Linked DNA regions of Cricetulus griseus: region 1 is linked to region 2. A link is a contact called in public Micro-C data. All regions are on one chromosome and are shown on one strand. The core of a region is the stretch at or near the end of the contact, and the rest is flanking DNA. Distances in the headings are between cores, read along the strand shown. Region 1 holds the start of Plxna2 (plexin-A2). Region 2 has its middle 97 kb from the start of Cd34.

Evidence for each region. Hi-C and Micro-C count contacts between places; a contact is called where the count stands out from the background.
Region 1: a Micro-C map of the CHO-K1 cell line shows a contact between it and region 2, with 4 times the contacts expected there. The contact joins the promoter of Plxna2 here to the enhancer-like site in region 2. A contact is called at or near these places in 6 of 8 Hi-C or Micro-C datasets (the CHK-Q cell line, the CHL-YN cell line, the CHO-K1 cell line and 2 more).

What each region holds. Positions count from the first base shown.
Region 1 is chr5:660,205-662,904 of CriGri-PICRH-1.0, reverse strand. Plxna2 (plexin-A2) reads left to right here and starts at 1,395. Exons shown (of 32, transcript XM_027416566.2): 1 at 1,395-1,820.
Region 2 is chr5:459,146-461,845 of CriGri-PICRH-1.0, reverse strand. No RefSeq gene overlaps it. Among named protein-coding and RNA genes, the nearest start is that of Cd34, 97 kb to the right of the region's middle. Within about 2 kb of position 1,420, at least 2 of the 6 cell types and tissues checked have open chromatin away from gene starts, as enhancers often do. A contact at or near this core is called in the CHO-K1 cell line, where this site is marked.

The DNA.
Region 1 (2,700 bases), core at 146-2,645, 200 kb before region 2:
GTGGCATCCCGTCACCCAGCCTGCAGTGTGATCTGTCTGCAGGTGTTCCTTCTCCCACCCTCTCCCTTTCTGCCTCTTTATTCATGACTGGCTGGGCAAGCATGGGGAGTAGAGAAGAGGATGGGCATGTGTGGAGGGGTCACTTTCATTTAATGTGCCCCATTCTTCTTTAAGTGTTTATTTCTGGATCACGGGGGGTGGGGACTTATATCTGAAATTATTTAAATTGTATTGTAATCATCTCAAGATGAAATTAAATACCCCCCTGAACATGCCGTTGCTTATTGCTTGGTTTAGAATTAAAGGGCCCTGATATTCAACCAAGAGCCTTACCAGTCAGTTACCTCAGCCCTATGAAGGATGATCAGACTGATGCCCCCCTCATTAAAAACAGGCCAAAAGTGGCCGGGCGTTGGTGGCGCATGCCTTTAATCCCAGCACTCAGGAGTCATAGGCAGGCGAATCTCTGAGTTCAAGACCAGCCTGGTCTACAAGAGCTAGTTCCAGGACAGTCTCAAAAGCCACAGAGAAACCTTGTCTCGAAAAACAAAACAAAACACAACCATGCCAAAAGTGTTCTAGATTCTGTGAGCACCTTTAATCTTCCTTAACAAATTGTGCCTTAAAGCTAGTTTACTTAGAAATAAGAGGATAACACAATTGTTTGGGAAGGGAGAAAAAGACCCACTTATATACAGACTTAAACAGTAATACAGGAAGAATGAATGACTGAATCACCTGGGGTATTAACAAAAATAAATGCTACATAAATTCAAAGGACAAGATAGATGTGCATCATGGAATTCAGATTCTTTGTGCCTCCAATGGACAAAGTCAGCAACAGCCAGTGGTACTTACTGGACACAAGTTTAAACCAATTAATTAATTGAAGAGCTTTTAAATGAGGTAACCAGATTTTTAAAGAATAATTAATTGAACCAGGCATCGCATAGTGGCACATACCTTTGATCTCAGCACCTGAGAGGCAGAGGCAAGCAGATCTCTATGAGTTCGAGGCCACCTTGGTCCACATAGCGAGTTCCAGGACAGCCAGAGATATATAGTGAAACCCTATCTCAAAAAATACCAAAAAAAAAAAAAAAAAGCTAAATGAGGCCTACATTCCATAATCCAGTGTCTCTGAGATGGCTGGTGAGAGTTAATTTCCTTTCTCTTTCTTTTTTTAAGGCCCTGTTACTGGGATTTTCAGCCAACAAAACATTTGGTTTCAGAAGCAATGATCCCACGTCCCCATTTTTGTTTTTAAACCACTGAAAAGTGTGGCCACGAGAGGGCAGTAGGGGACGTTTGTCAAATACTTGGACGTGTTGAGTAAACTCTGTGTGCTCAATCTCCAGCAGGGAGCTGGAAGACCATGAGATATTGTGGGGTCTAGCTTGCACAGGCCCTCACAGAAAAGTAGTGACCACCGCTGTAGATACACTGACTACCAGACAAGGAATCAAGACCGTGAGGGTGCCGAAGCACCCCAGGATTGAAAATCCTTTTTCTGGTGTTATTAAAGTTGTCTTAACCTCTTAGCCATCAACCTCTGCTTCCAGTACCAGTTGGGCTCCTGGGTATGGATAAGGCAAACGATCCAGCTCCCCTGGTCTGAACAGCACCTATCCGACTCAGGCCCTTCATTCAGGGTTTCCAATGGAGCAGGAAACCGGAGACGCAAAGCCAGGCTCTTCTTCGCATTGTAAAAATGATAATTATCAACAACTTCAAACCTCTTTTGACAGCTCGCTGGCTTTCTGGAATTTGTGAGGAAAAATTCGCTCCTCCGAAATCCGAGAACCCCATCAGCAAGACAGGTAGGTCCCTCCGAACTCATCCCTAGCTCACAGGTGAAGAGGGAGGTGGGTAGGCTGTGCTCGGTGACAGGTGATGCCACGCCAGGGGATGGCTTACCCTCGTCACTCTGAACCCCTCCCGAGGCCGAGCCAGCCCACTCACCAGGCCCGGACCTGAGTCCCCAGACCCTGGTAGCACCTTTCTGGCCCCTTGGCTACTGTCGGTGTCCGAGGAGCGAAGCGAACGCCCACAGCACGGTAGCCCAGCCGGGTTCTTAGGTGGACAGGCTGGGGGATTCGGTCTGCGCGGGCGGGGCGCGTGGGCGGGGAGGGGGTTAACACGGCCTCTATGATAATGAGCTGCGCGGTAATATAGGAGGCCGGCTGAGGGCGCCGCCACCGGAGCCGAGCCTAGCCGCGCCGCGCGCAGCACTGTCCGCGCAGAGCTGAGCGGGGGCGGCGGGCGCAGCTGCCGGGATCCTTCAGCAGAGGACTAGCGATCAGATCCGGTGGACTCGTGAGCCGCGGAGCAGCGGGGAGCGTACGGGCCCGGTCGCAGACAGAACTGGCAGCCGTTCCCGGAGGAAATGAGGCCGAGAAGGCCGGGAGCAGAAGGGAAGGAAGCGCGGGATCGCTGATGTCAGAGCAGCCCGGAAAGTCGCGCCGGGGAAACCTGAAGACAGCCGGCTTTGCGCCTCCCCGGAGGGACCCTGCCGGACCCCACGCCCCTTCGCGTCCGGGTCCCTGTACGCAGGCGACCGGGGCGAAGACGCGCGGACCTGATCGAGGGCCACACCAGGAATACAGGCAGGCGGCCGGCGCGGGCCGTGGATTTTAATGATCTTGGGTTCCATGTGGACCTGGCTGTCCGTCTGACTCGGGTCAGGCAGGGACGGGGCGC
Region 2 (2,700 bases), core at 171-2,670:
TGCTCTCATTTCTACTGCCATCAGCTCTTTAGTCTGCACAGCTTTGTTGCTTACGAACCTCTCCTTTCATTTCCACCAAAATGATTAAAAGCAATGGTGTCTGTGCAAGTGGTCTGACACAAACACAGAAGGCTGGAAACTCCTAGCCACCCAGTTCCAGGTACCGCACAACTGCCGCATCCATTATCTCATGTGCTGCCTGGTAATAAGCCTGCAGCTACTCTAAAAAGGGTTCCAACCACATCGTGTCCTGGCTAAGAGTCCTGCAGTCTGGACACAAACAGGGAAGAATTGCGACACAGCGGGCTATGAGGGTGAAGAAATGCAAAGTGGCTTCAGGGACCCAGGACATGGGGAAGGTCTTATGATGTCCCAGGAGGAGGCCTGGGAGTAGATGGTCAGGTCCTCCTGATCCTTGTCTCCGGAATGTTCTTGGAGAAGACTGTGGCGTCGTATTCATAACTCCACATCTCTTTTTCTTTTATCTTTTCTGCTCATTCCCTACAGTGAAGATTTAGCATCTGAGGCCCAATGATGCTTATAATGAAGGGTAAAGTTTCTGTTGGCACTTTCTAACTAGTCCAGGGAATGTCCTGAGAGATGATCAAGGCCTGTCGGACAGGCCTCAATACAATAAGCAAACTAGACATTCTCCTGCCTTGCACAGACTCAAAACTCACTCTCCTCCCCATACCATCTCTCCAGACTGAGCTGCCTCCTCCCTGCCTCTGTGCTGCCTGCACCATAGGGCCCCAATGGAGGAAGTGAGAAGCTTCTTCTAGAACTCAGTCCATGTCATCACTTTGACATTCTTGGTCTCCATTTTGGCATCCAGGCATAAGGAAGTGTGGTCCCCACCAAACAGGACCAAAGTTCCTGAATGTATGGGAGAGAAAGGGACAAGCTCTTTATACAGGCACATGAGGACCCTGATCCCAGATGCCTCTCCTCATCCCCTCCTCCTACTCAAATCCCTCCCCGTGACACACTGGAATCTGTATTATATCTATTTTTAAGAAAGTACAATGCTGATTGTCTGATTTTGTTGTTTTTACAGGTGTTAAGAAATAATAATAAAATGAAGTATTTAAAATGTTCCAATAAAGCGGGGTTTTGTTATCTAATATATTATCATGTACCTATTGTAAATATGAAACTCCTATTTTGCAAGCCAAGGACACAATTTGTACTGTTGTTATATATAAATAAAGATTACTGGATATAAAAAATCTGCTTAACTCTTCAAATACAGTTCTTTAGGCCTGTAGGTACAGAACAACCTTGGGAGTGTATAAGAAGCAGATACTCAGAAAGAGCAACTGAGTTATTTTGATAAGAAAATGCCATAGAGTCAGAGCTTATCCATCTTCACCATACACTTGCACGCACCATCTGCACCAGTCATACCAGTGGGTAAACACTGCCCCCTAGCCCCAGAACCTCAAAACACAGCTTGCTCCAGGGAAGCTGGGCAGCCAAGGACTTCAGGGGTTGAGGCTCTTTTCCAGAGTGAGTTCTGAAAACAGACTCCCTAAGACCAGCCCTCCCTAAAAGAACACTCACTCGTGGGTTAAGTGCTAGGGTGAAATGAGGATGGCAGAAACATGGCCCTTGCTCCCACTGCTCTTGGGATGATCCTGAAAGACTTTTGGGACTTTCAGCTAGGCATTGAAAGGTAGTGACTTCATTTCTGCTTCAGAAATTAAAAGTGGAAGATACTAGACGGTGAGTGTTGTAAGACCCAGTCCAGGGAAGGAATATGAAGACAGCCCTTGACTGGGGGTGTGGAACAGAGAAGACAGAGCACAGAAGCAGGAGAACTTCTAGTTCCGTAATCACGTTAAGGGGAAGAAATCTTTGGACTCCATCTAAACTGAGGGTGATAAGCCCCCTCCCTTCTACTCTTATTTTCCTGTTTTTATCCTGCAATCTAATGGTGTTTGAAATTTTCCCCCTCTTATTGGTGAGACACATTAAATGAGAACAACTCAAGAACCTGCCCCAACCAAGAGCACATAGAAGTTTCTAGTCCTTCTTTTTAGATAACAGGACCAGTAAGATTTTCAGGTGAGCTGAGTATCCCTGACTTCTACCTTCAGTCTAGTACAGACAGCCAATACATACAAAGGAACCTGGTACTCATGAAACAGGAGTTTGGAAACAAGAGCATATTTGTATATAGATATTCTTACACAATTATATGTGCACATATGCAGTGTATGCTAGAGTTGTAGAAAAGTTATACAGTCAAATAAAGAAAAGGAGACAGGATTTGATCATGCATCCCAGTCAGGCCCAGAACTCATGATTCTTTTACCTAGAATACCTGAGAAGGTACTAAGTTACAGAATGACTGTTGTCATAGAGAATGCTGTTAGTCACTGCTGAATCATCCACCTTTGAACTTGCTGATGAAATGCTTCTCAGTATTTAGCCCAATTAAGTAAAAATTTTTCCTTTCTTGTCAAAAAAAAAAGAATTCCTGAGTATTTGGATTGCAAGTTCAAATAAATAATTTTTGAGATTTTCAACCCAGTTCTCAGCAGCCCCTAATATTTTAGTATATTTGTATCCAGGGCCTGGATGGAAATAATGCACTGTGTTCAATAGCACAGCTTGTCTTAGGAGCATATCCCCATCTTGCTAACATTAAGTCATCTTCTGCTCCTCACTGGGATGCAAATCCAGAGCAAGGTTTCT